2 separate regions of the Mus musculus genome follow, and region 1 is linked to region 2. The links are chromatin contacts, called in public promoter capture Hi-C maps. All regions are on one chromosome and are shown on one strand. The core of a region is the stretch at or near the end of the contact, and the rest is flanking DNA. Distances in the headings are between cores, read along the strand shown.

Region 1 (4,773 bases), core at 677-3,176, 3.0 Mb after region 2:
CTGCAAGTCTCTGGTGCAGAACACAGTGGAGTCAGGGGAACACTTGATTCAGGCATGTTAAAAATGGATGGAGTTGTTTAAAAAGAACATTGATGGGGGAAACAATGCAAAGATTACAAACCAATTAAAAGACATTGGTAGTTAGAAAGGGGCAGCTCTTAATTGGAACCAGAGACCATCTGAATCCAAATATTGATATGGAAGTTGATTTTAAAAGCTACCCCTCCAAATTCTCACAGCCTAAGCTGACTTTAAACTATGTAGCCGGAATGACCTTGAGTTTCTGAATTTCAGATCCTTCTGTTTTTACCCTCCATGCACTGAGGTTACATTTGGGTCTTTAACATTCAGATCTTGCAAGTACAGTCAATAATAGACAAAACAAAGTATTCATTAAACTGTATTTTTAACCAGTCCCTAACATGACATGGCTATCCCTTATGTAGTACTGGGGTTGTCTTATATGTATTATTCTAGGCAAGCTCTCCACCCATGAACTTATCTTTGGGTGATGGCTAATCTTTAGAAGCAGAAAGACTGAGTGGCATTTTCTTGTGGCTGCCCAGATAAAAGGACATGAAGAAAGGAAACTGCTCTTTGGTTGCTTGCTCTAACACTCACTGGCAACTTCATCTGTACCACTGCTGTGCCATTCCTTTGCCAGTATTAGAACCAAACTTCTTTGGGATTCCAACATGGACTGAAGACCTGTGGCTCTCCAGGAATCTTCCAGGTCTCCAATGCCAGGTGGGGGTCTGTTGAGACATCCAGCCTCTTAGACTGAGCAACTACAGGATTCTCAGCCTTTCAGGGCTGAGACAGCCATTGCTGGACTACTTGAACTGCATCTTGTAAGTCACTCGGATAAGTCATATATACATATATATCCATGTGCATACACACATTCATTCTATCAGTGTAATAACCCCTAGTACACTTTCAGTAAGATAATAAATCTGTGGGTATAGGAAAAAACGAAGAGCCCTTACCTTTTAGAGGTTCATACCAGACTAGAGACAAAATGATGGGGCTCATATAACTATGGAAGTTGGTAGTGAGTAGACTCTTCTTTTGTTTTTATGCCTGCAATGCTCCACATATTTAAAGGAAGAAACTGAGACATTCTTGTTTGTGAAGCAGAGCTGTTTATCTTACTTTTAGTTTGCAACACTGCATCTTACGACTCCCATATCATCTGTTAACAACTCTTCTCTCTCTCCTCCCTCCCCCTCCTCCTCTCCCTCAGGGAAAGGCCAAAATGGAAATATTTCTTGCTAGTCCTGATGGCTCATTTCTATACCTCTGGCTTTCCAGAGGCTGGGAAGAGACATCTGAAGCCAGCCTGGGCTACACAGTGAAATTACCCACTCCCTCCATTTTAAAAAATTATATTAAGTTTTTTTCACTTGTCAATTTGTGGAAGGATTGTTATAGACATCTTTGAATTCCTAAATGAAAATAAAAGTGAATGGAAGGGGGAAAATGAAGGTTTAGGATGTTATTCTTAATCATGTTCACAAATATCTCCATATATATGAATATATCATAGAGTACAATCTTGCTTTTAAAAAACATTTTTGATGATTACATTAGTATAATTTTTAAATATATTGCTTATCTGTATTTTCTGACTTTTACATAAGGCAAGTATTTAATTTTAAAAGTCTCGTATAAAAGTGGGGGCTGCAAGGAATGGAATTACTAGAGAGTACTTTCTTCTACTAACAAAAAGTACGAAGAAGTATTCTCCTGACCTGACCAAGAAACCAGACAGCGGATCTTTCCCGAGAGAAGCAGGAGATGCGAAAGTGCGCATGTGCAACATCTTTAGGGCGGGAGTAGGACCTGCTATAGGACAGCCTTGGTAGCCAATGAGAGGCCCGCGTCAGAGGCTTCTTCCTGAGAAGGCAACCGGAACTTGTGCTTCCGCTGCGCTGAGGAAAAGTCACTACCGGAAAAGCAAGAAAGAGCTGAGGTGAGCGGGCGGCGGCGGTTGGCGACCGCAGCCTAAGTCTGTCTCTCCGCCCCCGCGGTTGCGTCTCTCCCGGCGTGGAGCGCCGAAGTCCGGCGCGGGACAGCCTGGGACGCCCGGGCTAGCCTTCCTCCCGGTTCCTCCGCGAAGCCTCCCCGGGGCCTGAGGCAGGCGGCCGGCCGAAGGTACACCGAGTACCGCTCTCTCCGGACGACAAGCCAGACGGGAGGTTGGGAGGTCCGAGTTCTCGTCCCCACGCCACGGGCTTTTATAATGTCGTGGTCTTAGCCTGCCCTGTCGCCATTGGTAAAGTGACAGTAGCCGCCTGGGAGCGCGGGGGCTGGGGGAGGGGAGCGAGAGCCTGGGTCGGAGCCGGATTCATCCTGTACCAGACTTTCCGCGGGGACCCAGTCACGGGGACAAAGTGAGCCAAGTGTCTGAGCTTGCGGACCCCCCCCCTCCCAAAAAAAAAAGCACCCACGAGACACTGGATCTTGTTAGTGTTAGCGAGTCACGACCTCCAGCGGCTTTGAAAAGTTCAGTTTGAACCGGTAATGGGCGGTTTCTGTAAGGTGGCCCGCTCTAACGCGGGATGCCCAAGTTACGGGGGTTTGCACTTGCGCCCGAAAAAACTAATGCGGATTCCCGTTGTACAATTCACCCCCTTCTGCACGTTGGGAATTGGCTTCTTGTCTCTATAGTCAAATTGGGAGTAGTCGTACCGTCCTGATGATTGGAGTGAGGATGCGGATCTGTCACTTACTAAAAACCTTCGGGAAACTGCGGGTTTAGTGTGGGTGTGGCTAAGGGAAGCGCAGATCCCCAACTTCAAAAGCCTTCGGGGGATGAAATTTAGGCCAGGTGTTGACTTGAAGTGGCTACAAGTAGACTTTCGTGTTCTAGGTATATACACCCTGAATTAGCTCTAACAGTTAGACAATCTGAAGAATTTGGAGTTGCTTCCCTCAGATTTAAGGTATTGGCAGTGTACATCAGTGTGAGAAAGCACTCAAGAATCTTCTCATTGTATAATGTACTTAAATTGGAAAAAGCAAAGGTTATTTTGACCATATATGTTGGGATTTAGGTTTTAAATTTATGTAGAAAAGATGTAAAAATTGCTAATGTGTTAAGAAAACTGTACTATACTAACTCTACTATACTGTAAGATGTGGCTTCCTTCAGAAACCTTGGAAAATATTTGAAATATGAAATTTAACAACGGTGTTTTGTTATAGTTGTTTGTTTGTTTGTTTTTTTGAGACAGAATTTCTCTGCGTAGCCTTGGCTGTCCTGGAACTCACTCTGTAGACCAGGCTGGCCTCGAACTCAGAAATTCACCTGCCTCTGCCTCCCAAGTGCTGGGATTAAAGGCGTGCGCCACCACTGCCCAGCAACAATGGTGATTTTTGTCAAGATGTAAAGAGAGTTTTAAGTGTTTGGGTTTGGAGACCACTGTACAGTAAAAAGGAAAGTGAACGACATGAGATTAATAGATACCATATGTAGTTTGATTATGGGAAAGAATAATAAATAAGGCATATGACATTTGCATATAAATGTTCTTTTCCAGAGTAGGTTCCAACATATGCCTACCAAAAGGAGTCAGACATGAAAAAATAGTATATCATGTACCATATAAAAGCACCCTAAATACAGACCCTTTTTCCTTAGTTCTCAGAATATGTTTGTTCTTTGAGAATTTTATACACACACACACAAACACACATGTGTTTTGATCATACCCGCTTCCACACTCCTCTAATACCTCACAGACCACTACCATATCTTACTCCCACTTTTATATATTTTAAAAATATTTACTTAGTTTTTAAAGATGGATCTTTAGCACCGGCTGGCCCAGCCTCACTGTGTAGTCCAAACTGGCCTTGAACTTAGAGCTATCGAGCTTCTCAGTCACAGGGACTACAGCATGACCCATCATGACTACAGCGGGAACCATCATGCCCAGTTTAGGTCTTTTTAAAAAAATGTTTAAAAATAACAGTAAATAAAGTCCTCTGCCAAACCTGTGGTGGACTCTGCTGCTTGTTTTTCCACTTTGTATGCTTTACATTTGTCAGATTACCTAGAATATGTGAGTCCTTAGTGCTAGCATCCTTTTCTAAACAAGCAGAGCAGATCTTACTTCACCATCACGTGAAGTCTGGCAGGCAGCAAGAGTGCTCTTTAACAGGTGAGAAAGACTTGAAGAGATCAAAAAAATAGTAGGGTTTCTAAGTGATACTGTTTTGTGTTCTCAGAATTTCCTTCATAGACAAAGTTTGCATATCTCGACTTGGGTGTATAGTTAGAGATATTAGGGCAACAAGGCTCTCACTTCTGTTATCTTCACTGCAATAAACATAACAATTCAGCATTTTTAAGTCTGATTCAGTTAAACAAACTATCTGATAAAAACCTGCAGTCGTGGGTGAATACAGTTAAGAGTCAGGACACAGCAGGCCGTAGGACCAGAGCAGTATTGTGAAGAAGTCATGGTACCTGGGAGTCAGTGACTAAGTAGTTTAAACGGTGATTCTGCAGTAAAAATGACCTTGCCATTGTCCACTGTGAGTTACAGAACCTGTCTTTACACTTGAATGTTAGAATCATAATTGTGGTGCTATCACAAAGTAGACAAAGGGCAAACCTTTTGGAAGGCAGAGTCTTTGGTGTGCAACTTTCTGTACCTTCCTTGCTCTATCCCATTAGCCTAACAAGGAAGTTTTTTTGTTTTTTGTTCTCCCCCCCACCGTCAGATCTTCATAAAGCTTTGCTTTATTTTCTCTTTGCCAGGA
Region 2 (5,089 bases), core at 1,128-3,627:
ATTCTTAAGCAGTCTTCTGAGGGCTGAGTATATGGCTGCATGGTCGTGTTTGCCCAACATAAGGAAGGCCCTAACCAGGGTGGGGGAGATATTTAGAAACTCAAAAGAAGAAAGTAGCAAGACTGTTTTCCTAATGTCAACTAGATGACTGTTCATCCAGAGAATAAAGGAATCAAATCTAAATTTAAAGGGAGAGAAAACATTTGAGGAATGGCTTTACAGACATCAGTCTGCAGCCGAGGGAAATGAGCACGCAATTGTCTACTTTCAACTAAAAAGGGGGTTGGGAGAAACCTATAAAGTGAGATGGGGAAACAGCCAATACTGGGTTTAAACACTCGCAGTAGAGTAGAATCAAAAATTAGGAAGAGCAGTAATCTGGGTAGATGCAAGAGCAGTTTGATGTGTGTAACTCCTTTACAGTTGGGGTGAGAGCTATTCCCTACACAGACATCACATCAGACTGGGGTCTGTCTTCCTACACTTCCTTAAATCTGTTTGTGCGCAAAGGGATGTTCCTAGTAAATATGTAACTCAAGCTTCCTTTAAATTCATTCAACAAATATTTACTGAGTGTTATGCTAATCATCAAAAGAAAGAGCCTAACTCTGGGAGTTGAAGAATAAAAACAACACACGGGGCCCCGCACGCATGGACACAAGCACACACACAGCACTTACACTTTTACTGTCCCTTCTATTCCCTGTTCCTTTTATCCCCTCAACCTGTTATTTTCTCTTTGCATCTACTTCTGAATTAAACCACCAGCACACAAAAGTCTTGCTTTCAAAAATAAATCTATATACATTCCCACAGCTTCCACGTGAACATTGTCTAATTCCTTGAGAGGTTTTCTTCCCCTCTCACCAACAGGAAACATTGCTTTTCCCCAGTCCACTGCAAGTGTAAATAATATCACCATCCTGTCTTTAAAAGGACATGTTTTTCTGAGTGATGGTGTTCCCAGGCCAGCTTTGTGATCCCCACTTGTTACTGGGAAATAATGTACCTGGTTGGTAAACTTATAATAGAGTCCTCAGCTAATACAAGTCTCTCCTAATTTAGCTTTACAGAAAGCGTTCATCCAAAGATAATCCCTGCCTTCTTGGTCCCTCTCTCAAGCCTTGCGCTCTGAGTCCGCAGGACTCTGCTCTGCCTTTAGCTGCCTTGAAAAATCAAAATTATTTTTACATTCTTAACCCACTTCAAGTTCCTTTTTTAAAAAGTCTACTACTTTGGGCTGTTTGACTGAGGTGGTGGGGACGTTAGCTATAGTCCTGTATATCTGAAGAGCACTTCACGTAGGGGAAGTATAAATAACCACAAGACAGCATAAAGAAAAATGGCCAAGCAATGGCTCAGTAGTCAATACAGGTCATTCTTGCAGAAGCCCCCGGTTTGGTACTCATTCTGGTTCACAGACATATATCTGCATTTCCAGTCACAGATGATCTAACGCCAATGATGTGCAAACTCACACACAAAAAACATAAGGCTTTTTTTTTTTTTTTCCTGAGACAGGGTTTCTCTGTGTAGCCCTGGCTGTCCTGGAACTCACTCTGTAGACCAGGCTGGCCTCGAACTCAGAAATCTGCCTGCCTCTGCCTCCCAAGTGCTAGGATTAAAGGCATGTGACACCACTGCCTGGCATAAGGCTTTTTTTTTTTTTTTTTTTAAGAAAAATAAATTCACCAAAGTCGCCTATTTTCCAGGAGTTTGTTTTTTATGGGGATGTTTGTTTGTTTGTTTGTTTGAAAAAGGGTCTTCCTATGTCACTGGCCAGGACCTCAAAGATATGCCTATCTCTGCTAGGATTAAAGGTGTGTGCCATTACGCCGACCTTTGCAGCATTTTCAATAATCATTTTTGCTAAGATTCTGTGCTGTAGGCTGGCAAGATGGCTCAACAGGTAAGAGCACTCACTGACTGTTCTTCTGAAGGTCCTGAGTTCAAAACCCAGCAACCACATGGTGGCTCACAACCATCTGTAGTGGAATCTGATGCCCTCTTCTGGTGTGTCTGAAGAGAGCTACAGTGTACTTATATATCTTTGGGTGGGAGCAAGCAGAGACTGACTGGGCGAGCGGGGTTGACCGGAGCGAGCAGGGGTCCTAAAAAAATTCAATTCCCGACAACCACATGAAGGCTCACAACCATCTGTACAGCTATAGATTATCCATATACATAAATAAATCTTTAAAAAAAAAAAAAAAAAAAAAAAAAAAAAAGATTCTGTGCTGTTCCAGAAAGAAAGCTGCACTGCCATCACTTCGCCTTTCTGGGTCAAAAAAAAAAAAAAAAAAAAAAAAAAAAAAAAAAAAGAGCCAAGCGCTTGCAAATGCGCATGTGCCGATCTCCCGGAAGTTATCTCTGCGCAGCCGGAAGAAGGCAGGGAACCCGGAAGTAAACATTGCCGAGTCGCTTCGTTTCTGGCGGATGGTTTTGAGTGGTCTGCGGCGCGACTGGGTAAGTTGGGGTTCTGAGATTGAGCAGACGAACTGGGGACCTCGGGGAGCGGGTATCCCCTGCAGTGAGTCCTCGCGGTGATGAGCCGTCGTGGAACGGCGGACCCGGGTGGAGACTGTGGCCCAGGACGCAGGCGCCGCCCTCGCGTTCAGCCGGACCGAGGCTGACTCCTCAAGGAAAAGCCCTGGTCACTGTAAGCCGGACATCCTGAGCAGCCCGTACCGAAGCTGAGCCCTCTGTCCCCAAAAGAGTTCCTTTGAGGTTCAGTTTTTTCCGTTAGGTGGAGATGATCTTATTTTGTGAGGGTCAAATTAGAATGTCCGTATTGCATCAGTGAGTGGGAGCTGTTAAAGTTCTAACTCGGAGAGAGCCGGACCCTCTGCAGAGCAGTGGAACCTAATGACAAAACACTTCAGTCCCTCTTAATCTTGAATGTGACAGGCCTGCACTCCAGTGTCTGTGGTTTGTAACAGGGGTTGAAAGACCAACTAAAGTCAGGCTTGGGTTTGCGATCTGTCGTCTCTCACTAATGTCTTGTTATCTGAAGGTGTTAACCCCCCCCCCCCCGCCCCAAACTTGTTTCCTCACCATAAAATAGGGTGGTTGTAAAGATTTGGTGACGGTCTGCATGGTAAATTAAAGAAATGGTAACTGTTAAAATGAAGATGATTAAATCTGTGCTTCTAGTATATACTACCACGGATTTCTAACACTTCTGTTTTTATTTTTAAGTCTATTTTATTTTAATTATGTGTATAAGTAGGTAGGTGGGTTTGCCCTTGTAAGAACGTGTGTAGTCTTCTTGGAATCCCTGTAGCTGGAGTTAGGGACAGTTGTGAGCCACCTGACATAGATGCTGAGAACTGAGTTAGGGTTGTCTACAGGAGCAGTAGGTGAACCGTCTCACCTGCCCCATACACAGACCTCTATGGTGGCATATGCCTATAAAGCCAGAACTCGGGAGATGGAGGCAGACACAATTTCACAGGAAAGTCATGGAGTTTAAGGAATGCTGTGGATAAATACTTAGTGTTCTGGGTGTGGATGTCATGTACACAGTTGGTTGTGTAGATTTGAAGATCAAATGAAAAGTCTAGGGCAGAGAGATAGTATGGAACCCCAGTAGTGGGATACTGTTCCTCCTGAATCTTGGCAACTGGTATTGTTTAGAGTGGTGAGTGAGGCTCTTGCTGCTCTGTAAGGAATCAGCCTCTAAATAAACGTGTGCAAATAGATGAGCCTGCAGAGAAGTCGAGAACAGGAGAGGTGTTCACGGAAAACCAGTAACATGTTATAGAAGCCAAAGAATGAGAATCTCTGACAAAAGAAGGCATGGAATGGTCGGGAATGGAAATGAAGTCAGTGACCAGAGCAGAGGAGTGCAAAGCAGAGGTATAAAAATAGGCACACTATGAATATGGGTGATTTTGTGGTGTGTGTTTGTGTGTGTGTGTGAGAGAGAGAGAGAGGCAGAGACAGAGAGAACTAGATATGCTAGGCATCCCTGAATGTAGACAGACCCATCTCTATTTTTTTCTAACAAGGTCTCATGTCTTGAACTCTCTATATATCCAAGGGTGACCTTGGTCTTCTGATCCTATATTCACATCGAGATTGCTGGATATCAAGTATGCACCACCAGGCCTAGTTTTTGTTGCACTGGCAATCAAACTTCTGCTAGGCAAACGCTCTATCAACTGAGGCTTCATCCCCAGCCCTGAACTTTGGTAATTGTTAAGGCATTGGGCCTTCAAGGGGAACAGTGATGTGCTCTGGTTTTTTTAGGTTTTTGGGGTTTTTTTGTTTGTTTGTTTGTTTGTTTTCCTATGGAAGATAAGTTTGAGACATGCAGGAGGGCTAATTTAGGAACATCTGTATGAAAGTCTTTGAATTTTTTTTAAAGATTTATTTATTGTTATTTGTAAGTACACTGTAGCTGTCTTCAGACACACCAAAAGAGGGCATCAGATCTCATTACACATGGTTGTAATGCTGGGATTTGAACTCAGGACCTTTGGAAGAATAGCCAGTGTTCTTAACCACTGAGCCGTCTCTCCAGCTCCTTAAAATTTTATATACATGGCTTTCTCTGCTTACAAATTGGAGTGTTGAGAGAATTGGCGCTAAGAATACGTAAAGACTTTTTTTCATTTTGAGACAAGGTCTCACTATATAGCCATGGCTAGCTGTGGATTCAATATGTAGACCAACCTAGTTCCAGACTAGCCTCCAACTCCAGAATATCCACATCCCTCTGCTCTCCAGGTGCTAGGATTAGGTTGTATATTACAGTGCCCAGTTTGTAAAGCCTTTTGAGTAAGGGAAACCGTTAGAACCAGTGAGATGGCTCAGCGGGTAAAGGCACTTGCTGCTGACCTGATGACCTGAGTTTGATCCCTGGGACCCACGTGGTGACTGGGGGAGAACCAACTCCTACAAGTTGATCTCTGACCTCTGTAGTGATAATTTTGGAGTTCTGGTTTCTTTTAAAAACATAGAAATATTATAAGAATATGTTATCATTTTAATCCCAGGTGGGGCTGCTTCGGACTGTTGCAGTAGCTGACTGTGATTTGCTTCATGCCCTAGCAGAGGCTTTGCCAGCAACTGCAGGTAGTTGCTG

What was found. Capture Hi-C pulls out chosen DNA fragments and counts their contacts.
Region 1: a promoter capture Hi-C map of adipose tissue shows a contact between it and region 2, with 2.9 times the contacts expected there. The contact joins the promoter of Med7 here to the promoter of Slu7 in region 2. A contact is called at or near these places in 1 of 39 promoter capture datasets (liver), 1 of 484 Hi-C or Micro-C datasets (muscle stem cells), 1 of 115 datasets of contacts at active chromatin or transcription factors (astrocytes) and 1 of 9 other capture datasets (adipose tissue).

Annotation. Positions count from the first base shown.
Region 1 is chr11:46,435,035-46,439,807 of GRCm38.p6, forward strand. Med7 (mediator complex subunit 7) reads left to right here and starts at 1,927. Exons shown (of 3, transcript NM_025426.3): 1 at 1,927-2,157; 2 at 4,772-4,773.
Region 2 is chr11:43,431,354-43,436,442 of GRCm38.p6, forward strand. Slu7 (SLU7 splicing factor homolog (S. cerevisiae)) reads left to right here and starts at 2,378. Exons shown (of 16, transcript NM_198936.1): 1 at 2,378-2,466.